Linked DNA regions of Rattus norvegicus: region 2 is linked to region 1. Evidence: chromatin contacts called from public Hi-C data. All regions are on one chromosome and are shown on one strand. The core of a region is the stretch at or near the end of the contact, and the rest is flanking DNA. Distances in the headings are between cores, read along the strand shown. Region 1 holds the start of Slc4a5 (solute carrier family 4 member 5). Region 2 holds the start of Stambp (Stam binding protein).

What was found. A called contact is a pair of places that touch in the nucleus more often than the background predicts.
Region 2: a contact with region 1 is called in a Hi-C map of Schwann cells, with 4 times the contacts expected there. The contact joins the promoter of Stambp here to the promoter of Slc4a5 in region 1. A contact is called at or near these places in 4 of 12 Hi-C or Micro-C datasets (Schwann cells, frontal cortex, hepatocytes and 1 more).

Annotation. Positions count from the first base shown.
Region 1 is chr4:117,277,929-117,285,627 of GRCr8, forward strand. Slc4a5 (solute carrier family 4 member 5) reads left to right here and starts at 5,366. Exons shown (of 27, transcript NM_212512.2): 1 at 5,366-5,458.
Region 2 is chr4:117,633,192-117,639,996 of GRCr8, forward strand. It overlaps Stambp (Stam binding protein), which reads right to left and starts at 5,029. Exons shown (of 11, transcript NM_138531.2): 1 at 4,989-5,029; 2 at 3,591-3,761; 3 at 2,689-2,905. The coding sequence starts at 2,891.

The DNA.
Region 1 (7,699 bases), core at 4,116-6,615:
CTTTGGAGGCCTCAGATCACAAGACTCTTGTCCTGTTTTCCTGGAGTTTCTCATAAGCCCTCAGAATTCTCCTCACAGAGCTTCACTCATAAACTCTGTTCTGACATGACCATCATTGCAGGGATCATAGTGGCAGGCAGGCAGGTGGTCACGTCTTGAAACAAGAACAATGAGGCAGAGAGAGAGAGAGAGAGAGAGAGAGAGAGAGAGAGAGAGAGAGAGAGAGAGAGAGCGCTAGGAATGGTGTGGGATTTTGAAACTTCAAAGCCAACTCCCTAGTGACACACCTCCTCCATCCAACAAGGCCACTCCCTCCCATCCTTCCCAAACAATTCCACCAACTGGGAACTAAGTATCAAATATATGAACCCTTGGGGCCATCCTCATTCAAACCATCACAGATAGGGTCTCATGTAGTCCAGGCTGGCTTTAAACTCACTACTAAGCAAGGGTAACCTTAAACTCCTGATCCTCCAGTCTCTGTCTTCAAAGTTCTGGGATTACAGGCCTGTGCCATTTGCACCAAGTTTTACATAGTGCTGGGGATTGAGCCCAGGGCTTCGAGCATGCTAGGCAAGCACTCTGCCAGTTGAGCCACAAATGCAGCTCCTGTGAAATGTTGCCATGCCAGTGTGAATGGTCAATGATGGTATTTCTGCACAGTTCTAACTTGCTTACGTTTTTTCTCCCCAAGATTTACATACCTTTACTTTTTTATGTGTATGTGTAAATGCCTGATGTGTATGCCTCATACCTCAGAGGCCAGAAGAGGGTTGTGGAACCTCTGGAACTGTTCAGTTTGGGCTGGGGTCTCTGCAAGATCAATATGCTGGTTGGTTTTTGTCATCTTGACATAGTCCTAGACATATCTGCGAAGATGAAGGAAAGTTAATTGAGAAAATGCCTCTATAGTACCGGTCTGTAGTCTTGGCTAGCGAGATAGCTCAGTGGTTAAGAGCACTGGCTGCTCTTCCAGAGATCCTGAGTTCAATTCTCAGTACCACATGGTGACTCACACTGTCAGTGATTCCAGATGCAGTGGATCCGACACCCTCACACAGACATGCATGCAGGCAGAACACCACTGCACATAACATTTAAAAAGAAAGAGATTAGTCTGTAGTCAAGTCCGTTTTTGTTTTTTTTTTTTTTTTTGGTTCTTTTTTTCGGAGCTGGGGACCGAACCCAGGGCCTTGCGCTTCCTAGGTAAGCGCTCTACCACTGAGCTAAATCCCCAGCCCAAGTCCGTTTTCTTAATTAGTGGTTGATATAGGAAAGTCCAGCCTACTGTGGGCAATGCCACCCCTGGGCAGGTGGTCCTGGATTGTATAAGAAAGCGGGATGAATAAGCCATGGTGAGCAAGCCAGCAAGCAGCACTCTTCCCATGGTCTGTGTGTCAGCTCCCGCCTCCAGGCTCCTGCCTTGAGCTCCTGCACTGATTTCCTTCAGGAAAGGACTGTGACGTGGACATGTAAACTGAAATAGGCCCTTCGTCCTTAGCAATAGAAAGCTAAGGCAAGCAGTGTGTGCTCTTAACTGCTGAGCCGACCCTCCAGTCCTTTCCCCCTGTCCCCCAAATGAGTAAGACATGGAATCTTTTCAAATGTTTAAGGACCATTTGTTTTCCTAATGGTTTTTTTTTAAGTTGATAAAAAATGATTCCATACTTGGTCTAGGAGAATCTAAGGACAAGGTTGTAGAGTTTCCTTTAAATTTTAGATTTATGATTTAAAAAAAAAGATAATAGTCACAGGATTCAAAATTGAAGAGGAGTAAGAGTTCTTTTCCAGTTTCTGGGCTCCCTCGCTTCCCACCTGTTTTGATCAGTCATAGACCACATTCAACACTCTGAAATAGCAAAATCTAGCATCCCATTCTGACCTCGCTCCTGTCCTGTAGACCTAACCCCACACCTGCCAATCAGCTTCATTCTGACCCCTTTCCCGACCCCTCACCTGCCCTTCTCATCGTATGGGGTCCTCTGTACCACAGTGGCACCCACCGGGAGAGCCTTGTGTATTATGGTATGCTGCACCAGGGCACGCTTCTATTTGCCAGTCTCCAGCACAAAAATCACACGTCCACTGTCTGGACATGAACCTTTCGAGACTGGGAGAGGAAGCTATCGATATTGAAGCCAAGACAACAGGAGCTAATGGTGAACATCCAAGACAGGTCAGGTCACAAGCTCAAGAGCCCTGTCTCCACGAGCAGCCATATTTAATTTCAGGCTGAAAAATAGCTGCTCAGCTCAACCAATAATTAAGTTGCTCTTCTCGCCTACTCCCCAGGTTGTTCCTCTCCCTTCCTCCCCTTCTTTCTGTGATTTAATTAGCCTCTCTCTCTCTCTCTCTCTTTCTCTCTCTCTCTCTCTCTGTTTATCTGTGTTTGTGGATGTACATGTGCCACCAAGCATATGTGGTAGCTAGGCCAGAGGACAACCTTCAAGAATTTGTTTTCTCATTCTATCAGAGGGATTTCAGGGATAGAACCAGGGTCATGAGACTCTAATTTACCCTCTAAGCCCCAAGCTTTGCTACTGTTCTGCTGTTGGAAACAGTGTCTCACTATGCAGTACTGGCTGACCTGAAACTCCATGTATAGACCCTGCTGGCCTCAACTCACAAGAGACCTGCCTATTTCTGCCTCCCAAGTACTAGGATTAAAGACATTTGCTACTTTATTCAGCTGCTGTTGCTGTTTCTGAGACAGGGTCAGGCTCTCTGACCCTGGATGCCTTGTGCTTCATGGGCAGCCCAGGATGGCAACAAACTCATGCAAATTCTCCTACTTCATCTCCCAAGTGCTGCTGGGATTACAGGTTTGAGTCATTATCGCCGGCTCGTTCGGTTCTTCAACAGGGTGTGACCTTGGACAAGCCATTTTACCTTCTCTAGGCTTCAAGTCTCTCATCTGTCAACGGAATCAGGCATGATAGGGCTCGCTAGTGAGGGTTTGGGAGACTTTTTAATTCTTTTTTTTTTCTTTTTTTCGGAGCTGGGGACCGAACCCAGGGCCTTGCGTTTGCTAGGCAAGCGCTCTACCACTGAGCTAAATCCCCAACCCCGAGACTTTTAATTCTTTAGGCATGTTTTTCTTTCTGTTATTATTGTCCAAAATGTTGCTAGCATCGTATTTGAATTTCATACAAACTTCTGAATATTTAACATATTTCCCCACTCAGAAATATGTTTTCTTATTATTTATTCCTAAGCAAAGTTTATCACATACTCTTGTTGAGACACACATGTAGGCAAGTTCACTTCTAGATGTTTTGCAATAAAAATTTTTTAATATTTTTTATTTACTTGTTGTGACAGGGTCTTACTATCTCCTAACCATGCAGACCAGTCTGGCCTCAAACTCACAGAGATCTGTCTACCGTTGTTCTCAGGGTGCTGGGATTAAAGGCATGTGCTGTCACAGCAGGCTGCATTGGAAAAGAAACCTCCCCTCCATATGTGTTATCCTAATCAGAACATGCTAATAATCTATCAATAGCACACAAGTGCCTTTAGTGCCAGTGAGTCTCGGTGATAGCCCCTCCCACCTTGCACGCACCACGTCAAGGAAGTAGAGCTTCAACACCTCAGTCATGACCCGAATAATAAGACTCGGCTTGGCGGAAGTGACCAAAGCCCAGTATCCTACTTCAGCCAGTACAACCTGGATGGAGGACAGAGGGAAGTGGCCAGTCCTAGCTGCCTGCCTGGTCTGGTCCCCTTTGGGACCGTGTCTCAGAGATAGCTATCCAGGTACCCTCAGGTTCTTTCTGGTCTTACTTGTTTCCAGTGGTAGCATTGCTCAATGGCTATCAGGGAAGCTTTGTTAATCTTGGAAGATGGGAGACCTTGGGGGTCTGGCTTGCTTAAGGGAAGGGGTTGCCATCTAGCAAAGCTCATTTCTCTCTGAGGGAAATGAAATTCGTGTCTCTCCGCCTGCTACCGAGGATAACCTCTAGGTGGCAGCAGAGATTAGGCAGGAGGGGCGGCCCAGTCCTTGCTTTCCAGGGCTGGCAAGGGACGCTGGTTCTCAGACTCTAGGAAGGCTAGGAGTCCTCCTCCCCGTCTCTGCTAAGAGACAACCCACCCAGTTGCCTCCTGTCCAGGACATGTTGCCAGCTTCCTCTGAGTGTCACAGTATGAAGTGTTTTTAGCCAGACACTGGCCTAATGTCTGCGTAGACTCAATCAGCCTCCGACAGAGAGGTCTTTACCCCCTTTCCAAGGTCCACAGAGATTTGAGCTGGCATCTGAACCCATTTAAAAACCCAAACAAACCCAATTTTTGAATTGGTATTTGAACACAAGCATCTACAAGCCATGCTTTATTTTGGTAACAGGGGCATAGCAGCGAATAAAATAAAGTCTTTCCCGTATTAGTGGGCAAGGCAGTAAAGCAAACAGGCAAGGAGGTACATGGTGCCCAGATGTGCTGTCTGTAGCCCTGCCCACATCAGTCCCTCGCCGTTTCTCAGTATAGCAGCTGCACCACTAAGCACCCTCAGTGTGACAGATCTCTTCCCAGCATCTTACCAGTCCTTAAAGATCTAAACCCCTGAAAGTTGAACACTTTCCAGTAGGCTGTAACTTTGTCTCAACTGAGGTCACATGGTAGGCCTAGGCTTGCCAGTGGGCTGTAACTTTGTCTCAACTGAGGTCACATGGTAGGCCTAGGCCTGTGCAGTTTCCAGAGTGATGCCACATTTCTCTGGGCCTTAGTTTCCCTGCATTTAAAATGGGTACTTTGGGGTAGGATGAGATCATCTTTTTTTTTTTTCCAACTACAACATCCCTCCAAGACAGAATAAATGAAGCGAAAGATCTGAGGCCAGAGAGATGATTTAGCCATTAAAGGCACTTGCTGACAGGGTCAATACCTAGGACCCACAAGGTGGAAGGTGAGAACTGAGTCCCACGAGTTGTACTCTGACTTTTGCATGTCTACTATGGCGTGCCTGCGTGATACACACACACACACACACACACACACACACACACACACAAACACACACACACACACACACGATACAGAATTTCAAAGAGAAAAGGTCTTGGATAAAAGTGAGCAGGGAGATGAATTGGTATTTCAGATTCAAGGCTGGAATATACCACAACTATGAAATAAATGCTCACCAGGTTAAAATCACCTATGAAATCCAAAAAGAAATTGGGAACGAAGTCCCCTGCCCGTGGCTGTTGATGTCCCCAGTCAGCCCCTGCCACCTGGGTCTGTCCAGCCAATCAGGCATCTGTGCCTGACCTTGCGGGAGTATTCCTTCCCCCACCCCAGTCACATGGCTGACCGCTACTGAACCCCAGAAGTCAATCTCCAATGCCCCAAATACTGCTCAGCCTGGAAGCCACAGAAAGCCTTTCTGCAACCCAACGGGAGTGGAGCCAGGGGCTCTGGTCTTCCTGAGATTTGGAGCCTGGTGTCCACTGCTAAGAACACACAGGTATGTCTGCAGCAGGATCATATACGAAGCGTGTTTTTCCGCATGTGGGACCTGAGTGTTGAGGTGTGATAGGCACACACACTGTCCCAGAATGCTAGACAAATCCTCTAGGTGAGCCCAGGGTGTTTGCCTTTCCTTATTAGACTGTAGTTGTCTTTCTAGAGTCCACTGGACTGATGAATGGAGCTGAGCAGAGCCTCTTGTGCTCTCAGAACCCTGGAGGATCGTTTCAGCTTGCTTTCCTCTGAAGGAAGCAAGTATCTTTCACACATGTATTTCTGTTTGTGTTTCCAGTGCGTGTGACACTGGCAACACTTCAGAAGCACCCAGAAGCCTGAGGCTCGCCTTTTCCCCCTGAGAGTTGTAGAGAAATAGATGGCACCTGCTCTTCTAACACGGGATGGAGAAAGGCTAGTGGCTAGATATCCGTTCTGCAGTTCTGCTTCTAGGCTGTGGATATGGTGCATGGCGTGGCTACTGACAACTGCTCAGGGACATTTCATTTTCTTGCTTTATTCTTTCTCTTCTGGGGTGTAGGGGTTTGCTTGGCTGGCCTGGGACAACTAATGAGCCTCCAGTCAAGAGCTGGCCTTTCATTTCTCCGTTCTTCGTTTTCTGTTTTGTTTTGTTTTGTTTTGTTTTGTTGTTGTTTGGTTGGTTTTGGGTTTTTGTTTGTTTGGTTTTGGTTTTTTGTTTATTTGGTTTTGGATTTTTTGTTTGTTTGTGGTTATTTTTGTTTTGTTTTGTTTTGTTTTGTTTTTGAGGTAGGGTCTCATGTGTCCCAGGCTGGCCTGGAACTGGCTATGTAGCACAGGCTGGTCCTGAAGATCCCCTTGCCTCCATCTCTCAAGGTATCTGAAACGACGTCCACCTTCCCTTGCCTGGTTTCTAGCTCCTCGGCCTAAGGTCTGGCACGGTTCTGCGTTTATTTGACAAAATTATCCACGGTATGCCAGAGGGGAAGTCTTTTGCTGAGGTCCTCTGGTTCACCAGACGCCATGCTGTCTGGTCTAACATTCTTAACTGTAAAGGTCAAATTGCTTAAAGTACAGACGGAACAAAAGACGAAATGGGTGAGCGTCTAGTGCAGCGAAAGCTTTCTCTTAGGTGGTTCCTGCCCACAGCCATGGCTGCCTGTGATGAGGTTGAATTAGCACTCTCTGACGTTCTTCCCTAATAATCAGACCCTTTCATCCTGACTGTGTCCAGGCCTCTGGTGCACATATCCGAATGGGTTTGCCTGAGTCAATGCACCCTGTGATCGTGTAGGTAGATGGCAGATGACTGCCACCAGGGCGTTGACGGGCATGAGGTGCTATGGACCCTTACGGGTGGCTATATCCCTGCTATGCTAGACATAATGGCTGCTTGGGTGAAGACTTGGGGTGTCCGTGTGCCAGGACACCATTGATTCAGCCTCCAAGTTTAGAATATCGGTCTCATCAGGAAGGTTTTAGACTATTCTTGGGATCCTGGGCTGGCCGCTGTGACATGGTCCCGGCCAGTGTCTCAGGACAAAAGAAGATTTGATTTGCACTGTGAACCATGCTCAAGGCCAAGGTGATTTAGATCTGAGGTGGATAAGAATATGGTGGCTCCAGTTGGGTAAGGGAGTGCCTGGAGGTAGGAAAAACTGTCCTTGTGAGAGCTTCTGTCTACTGCGTGCCAGGGTTCATTGCAAAAAACTTTTGATAACGTTTCACAGTGAGTTGTTGTAGGGGTTGGTTCTCTTGAGACGCAGTCACTCTAATCAGCTGGAGCTGTTGAGGGAGGTACCAGCTTCTATGGGGCTCTGGCTATGATGAGTACCGGGATCCAGCCAGTGCTCACCGACTGCAGCCCAAAAGTGGGCGGCTGATGGAAGCCCATCCCGGACCCCCTTCATTCCTCCTCTTCCTCCCCTCCTCTCCCTCCCCTCCTCCCTCTCCTCTCCCTCTCTCTCTCCTTCCTCTCTCTCCCCTTCCTTTCTCTTCTATTACTTCCTTGAGCTTAGGAGACAGAAAGAATTCAGTTTGAATCCTGCCTTTACCAGAGCTGGCTCTATGACTTGGAGTAAATGATTTTAGTCTCCTCGTTGCTGTTTTTTCAATGTAAGAGAGAGAGAGAGAGAGAGAGAGAGAGAGAGAGAGAGAGAGAGAGAGAGAGAGAGAGAGAGAGAGCGCATTATGCCTGCTTGTCTGGAGAGGTCAGAGGACAGCTTTGCGGTGTCAGTTCTCTCCACTTTTATGTATATTTTGGGAA
Region 2 (6,805 bases), core at 3,779-6,278, 350 kb after region 1:
AAAAGGCAACGCATTCCTTCAGCAGGAAAACTACTACCACACGGGGGAGGGGGGATTTGCCTGACATCATTAAGATGCCTGAACTGCTCCTGGAGGAAGGACAGGCATGCCCTTTAAATCCTGAACTAAAGTATCCATGAAAGGTCCAGAACAAGAGTCTTAAGAGTGGGGGAGGCGGGAGGGCAGCGATGTAGATGTCTACCTCCATGCCCCTCCCCCCACGCCCCAGCTGTAGTAACCGGTAAACTGGCAGGAACACAGTAAGTGAAGACCGGTCTGAGCCTCGCCAGGCTAGCACTTCTCAGCTGCCACCCGCTTGTCATTTCGCAGGCTCAGAATCAGGGTGTGGAATGCAGGTGCCAGACCAACGAAGGTAGCTGCATCTGTGGCTTCAGGCTTAGTCAACACAACACAGTCCCAAATCAAATCCTAAAGCCAACGAATCCAGCAAATGAAACGCATGCCCCCATCCATAACTCTGCCCCAGGCCTAGCTCACCATGGACACGGACAGATACCCCGCCCCATGTTAGCCTCACCACTAACACTGACATTTGTCATTCAGGGTAACACCAGGTCATGAATAAAAAGATAAGAACCAATTTCTTAAGCATCCGTTAGTCTTATTATTGTGGCTGTTACTGTTGGTGGTGGTGTTGGGGACCAGACCCAGGGTGAGCCACATGGGACAGATTCTGTATCGCTGAGCTGCATCTGCAGCCCTCCACGGACCTTAACAGCATTGATACATCTGGTTCTGTTTCTTAGGAGCTTGTCACAGTTGACACTCTCTTTCGGACCATTAGCCTCCACTTTTTCACAGGATCTTTTCTTTATGGGAAAACATGCTCTAGAATTTGCCGCCCTAAAAATACAGCGCTTTTGGGGCTGGGGATTTAGCTCAGTGGTAGAGCGCTTACCTAGGAAGCGCAAGGCCCTGGGTTCGGTCCCCAGCTCCGAAAAAAAAGAACCAAAAAAAAAAAAAAAAAAAAAAATACAGCGCTTTCATGATTCTTATCTCCATTCAGTGACTTCCTCATTATTTTACTTTGTATCTTACCTGAGTTTCTACAAAGAGCTGTCTAAGCTGGGTGTGGTGGCGAACATCTTTAATCCTAGTAGTAAGGGGAAGGAGCATCTGTGTGTCAAGCTTGATTTATATAGTGAGTTCTAGAACAGCCATAGCTATGTAGAGAGATCCTGTCTTTAAAAAAAAAAAAAAAAAAAAAACCCTAAAAACCAAAAATCCCCACCCCTCCCAAAACCTAAAAAAATCTGAAAAACAAAACCAAAAAACACTCAAAACACCAAAATCCCCATACGAGCAAACAAACACCAACCTGCCTACAACAGGGTTTGGCAAAGTAAAACTAGTGATCCAAACCTAGCTAGCCATCTTTTCTTGTACACAAAGAAACAAACAAAAATAACTGGAAAAAATCTAGACGCTGAAGTTTGCCAAAGCTAGAGGAGGGGTGCTACTGGCACCTAGTGGGCACAAACCAGGGGTGCTGCTAACCTCCTTCAACACTCAGATCAAGGACAGGACCAAGCAGTCCCTGCAGTGTCAGAGCCGTGCTTGAAGGGACTGACGAGAAGCTCAGCGAGAGTCGTGTACTGACTGATAAACTCGGTGTGAGATGACTGCTGTGCCTGTGTCTGGGAGGACACACGTGGGGCTGGTAAGAGTGTCTCTTGTAGGGAGAAGAAAGTGGAGGGAGGTTTATTATGGTCTCTAGAGACTGCCTTTTCTAAGACTAAATGGAAAAAAAACAAAAAACAAAAAACAAAAAACATGCTCTGGACAGAAACCTGAAACAGGAGCTGCAAAACCGTGGAGGTGTCACTGCAAACTGAAACCCAGGCTCCTCCTTAAGTCCCAGTTTGTTCCTCTGTAGGACAGAGCCGGAGGGTGAAGCACCTACTTAGCACCCAGCGCCAGTGAAGATCAATGAAAAGATCCCAGGGAGACCTCTCCTGAGCCCCCAAGCTCCTCTGCGTTACCAGCAACTTTTCAGGTCCCGTCGTACTAAACTTATGACTAGAATCGACAAGCAAGACCTCTGCCACATCATCCCCTCCCTCGACCACACACCGCTCCTGTCGCTGGAGCTTAGGGAATCGTTCCCCTGGTGATGGCCTCGAAATCATGTATTTATGCTGCCCACCCAAGTATGGTGAATGGACAGCTCAGGAAAGGTCTCACTGTGCTTGAGTCACACGGACAGCAAATGGTCCATCGTCTCCTGTAGGCTGTGACTACGGTGGTGGCTAAGAAGGAAACCTCTATCTCATGCCACTCCAAAGGCACATGATGAGTACAGGAATCTGGGCTCTGTTACACACCAGCAGTGATCCTGTAACTGCCTGCCCGAGCAGAGAAAGGGCAGTCGGGACACTCAACAGTGCGGACACATCCTGCTTAATGGCCAGCTCCTTTGTCTAACAGCTGGGACTTGTGGTCACAGACTGAGAACCAACAAGTCTTCTACTCATGAAACTCAAATAACACCACCTTCTGTCCCTGTGCCTTTCAATGGCAAGGACAACTCACATGTGGAAGGTCTCTGGAACCGATCAGTGGTTGACATTGTCACGCACCCTAGTGTCAGCAACTCTGAGAACCACAGGGGCAGAATACAAGAGATCTCAGTCGCAGGACCCAAAAAGAGAACTGCAGGTGTCTTACGTGATGTACTTGTTGTAGAGGATAAAGGCATGTTCAATGTTGCCTTCTTCAGAGTAAATGGATGCCATGCGGATGATCTCAACACCGGAACGAAAGTAGCGACGGGGCGGAATGTCTTCATTTAACTCAACTGCACTACCGAGTTGCGACAGAATCCTCACCCGGTCTTGGGGTGGGAGGCTCACATCTGCATGGTCAGACATTGGACCGATGAGTTCTGAGACAGAAGAGAGAAAACAGGTAACATCAACGTCAAGGTCACAGCTTCCCAGTGGTCTAGCACAGGATGAGCGTATCACAAACTTCCCAAGAAGTTAGAAAGAGGCAGGCATGGTGTAGCACACCTTTAATCCTATTACTTGAGGATCACAGAGACAGGTTAGATCTCCGAGTTCCAGACCAGTCTAGATTACATAGCAAGTTTCAGGACAGCCAAGGCTACTTAGAAAGGCCCCGTCTCAAAACAAAAACAAAACGGACAAACAAAACATTAGTGAAAATAAAACACTACATACAATGGCTCTTATCAACAAATTATCCTTCCTGGCTTCAAGAACAACCAGATCTTGATTTGAGGACTGACAGGTTAAAAAAAACAAAAACAGGGACTGGGGATTTAGCTCAGTGGTAGAGCGCTTACCTAGGAAGCGCAAGGCCCTGGGTTCAGTCCCCAGCTCCGAAAAAAAGAACCAAAAAAAAAAAAAACCAAAAAACAACAAAAAAAAAAAAAAATCAAAAACAAACCCTCGTCCTGCAATTCGACCCTGCAAGGAATGCAGCTGTTAACAGCACTGTGGATGGCCCTGTGGCTCCCTCAGTTTCAGTAGGAAGCCCACCGTAGGGCTAAGAAATATCTTCTACTCATTTCTCTGTGCAGATACCCACTTCCATTTACCCAGTACCTGGCAGAGTGTGTTCACTGCACCCTCATGAAGACTGCCTGGTGAGGGGCTGGAGAGATGGCTCAGAGGTTAAGAGCACAGTCTGCTCTTCCAGAGGTCCTGAGTTCAATTCCCAGCAACCACATGGTGGCTCACAACCATCTATAATCAGGTCTGGTGCCCTCTTCTGACCTGCCAGGCAGAAAGCTGTATGATGTATACATAATAAATAAATAAATAAATGTTAAAAAAAAAAAGACTGCCTGGTGAATTCACACTGACCATTTCATCTCATAGAGAATAAATGGTGGTATTTACCAGGATATACTTCCTCAGATTTGAACATGAGGTTAATGGGAGGGGGTCCTTTCTAGGGCGAATATTACCAACTCTGCTCACTAAACCACCCTTCACTTCAGTCCATCACAGTCACCGTTTTCGGGGCTAGGTAGTTAGTACCTGGAAGCATCAAAGTATACTTGTCTCCACAAGCCAAGCAGGGCTTGCACGGCTGAGTGACAGTACCTCAGTTGGGGTGGGACTCTCTAGGAGTTCCTACTCATTGATGCCCAAACTCCAGGAATTTACAGTCTTCCTAGATGTTGCTTCTGGGCTCTGTGACACCATCATTGCACATAATCCGGGGTGAAATGGGGTTGTCCATGTGCACTGGATAACGGCACACCCTAGCCAGCCTGTTCTAGAATACACTCGTCTTAGGTTTCAGAGGTCTTGTTTTTTCCATCTTATTCCTTATTCCTCAGTCAGGATTCCCATCTGTCCCCCACCCCCTAACCCCCGGAACCGCAGATTACAGTGGTTCGTTTAGCTGTTGTTTTTCTGAGTTCTACTCACCTGTCCTCAGAGATTTTTTTCTCTAGGCCAATTCTGCTTAGCTTGCTTTAACTTTGGGGTGGCATTTTGTCCATGAAGTTTCCCCACTAAACTCCCTTTTCTAGTAAAAGTTGGGGGCTGCTAGGGGTGTGGGAGCATTGTGAGTATAAACCTGCCCGTGTCCCTAACCGCCGAACTGGGCACAGCCCAGAGTAGCTCATTGGAATGGGATGCCAGGCACCTCGAGAGAGAGGCACTTGTGGGTAAAGAAGGGACTATCCCCCAGAAGCCATCGAGTGGTTCGGGACAACATAGGGTTCAGCAACCCTGCCGAGCTTGTGCATCGGATCCAGCAGTAACTGCTGGCAGCGCCCATCTAGAAGGCACTCAGTTTTCTCGAAAATGCAAGGAGTGTTGAGAACAGGCCTGGCTGGTCAGGAGCCAGCCCTGAAGACAGGGCCATCCCGGAGCTCGCGCGCGGCCGGCCGGGGCCAGGGACATGGACCCCACACACACGGCCTCTCCCCGCGGGGTCCCACCGCGCCAGGATCCCCAGTCCCGCAGCATTCCCGGGACCCTTCCCACCTTTCCTGAAGGATGACAGTCGGAGCTTCCGGAAACGTCACCTCCGATGACACGCCCACTCTCGCCACTCCTTCAATTACGCTCCAAGGATTTAGGACTTGGTGTGGAGAAACGGTGGGTGGGGCTGGAATCTTCCACCAATGAGAGCGAGCGCTGCAGCAGTCGTTTAGGTAAAGAAAAACGAACCAGGAAGAAAAGGAAACCAAGTGAAAGAGGGAACTGCAGCACAAGCAGCACAAACCAGTATGTTTTTCCCCCCATTTATTTTTTTATTCACTTTACATCCTTATCGTTGAACTCCCCCACTCTTGCCAGTCCTCCCCCTCACCCGCATAATCCCTCCCACCCCTGGCTATACCGCCCTCCCTCCGTCCCCCGTGGCACGTCCAGTCTCTGCAGGGCTAGGCTCATCCTCTCCCACTGAGGCCAGAGAAGGCAGCCCAGTTGTGGGAACGGAATCCACAGACAGAGAACAGCTTTAGGGACAGCCCCCACTCCAGTCGTTGGGGGACCCACATGAAGAACGAGCTGCACATCTGCTACGTATGTGCGGCGGCCTAAGTCCAGCCCACTTATGCATTTTGGCTCTCAGAGAGCCTCCAAGGGTCGGGTTCCGAAGCTTGAGTTTTCTGTCAATGGCTCTGCCATCAGAATAATAGCAATTTAATATTTCAAGGGGGATAGCTATCTGTCTTGTCATTCACAGCCGAGCTGACATCACTGTTTCAAACAAAACATCACTGACTACCTAACTAAGCAGACACCCTCTGCCAGTCAGTCTTGTTTTTGCTTTTTAATCATACATTTTTTTCGTGTGTGTGTGTGTGTGTGTGTGTGTGCGTGCGCGCGCGCTCGCGTGCGTATGCGTGTGTGTGTGTGTGTGTGTGTGTGTGTGTGTGTGTGTGTTGATGCGGTCGGTGAGGCTGTGTGGAAGTGGGAGTGGGGAGCATGCCACAGAATGGTGATTGTCAGAGGACAACTTGTGGGACGGCTTCTGGGGACAGAACTCAGGTTATCAGCCCTGACAGTAAGTGCCTCTACCCTCTGACCCTTCTCACTAGCCCATGTTGGCTCTGCTTTAGCTCTCTTCATAGTCCTCAGTCCTGTAGGATTCTCCTAAAATACGGTTTCTCAGGAGAAGGGAGATTTTCTGACTTACTTAGCTCCGTCTCCATGACTTGTGGTCCCAAACTCAATACACATTCTTGGATGTGCACTGAGGGAAAGGTCGTCTGTCTCACTCACGGTCCCCAGGATGGCAGGGGTGGACTAATCAACTGTGAAAAGTGGAGATGACAGGCTGATCATTTTGTTCTTGGGGCCAGATCTTCTCTACGAGGCAATCAGAGCCAGGAGCAGAAGGCATTGAGATGGGGTGCACTCATGAAGATGGGGTGCACTCATGACTTTAGTAGGTGTCTATCATACTAAGTCTGCAGGAGTGCTTGAGGAACGTTGAGGAAGGAAACCTCAGTTCCTGCTCTGAAAGGCTACAGTTGTGAGATACAGAAGGAAACCCACCAGGCCGGGCTGTTCCCTGCACCACAGCACTGCACAAGCCTGTCTTAGACCCTGCTGAGGAGGTGAGCCAGTTTGAGGAGGAGCATGTTTGTGCAGTGCGTTCTAAAGAGAACTAGCTGGTCACAGCATTGACCTCTTTGCTGTGAGCTCACTGCGACTGAAAGAGACGAAAAGGTAGAAAGACAGCACCACTCGGGGGTGGGGGAGATGTCGAGTTTACTGGTTCAAACACAGGAAAAGCCACCAAGACTTAAAATTTGCCCCCAATTATTGCCTGTGCATTTTATACCCGATAC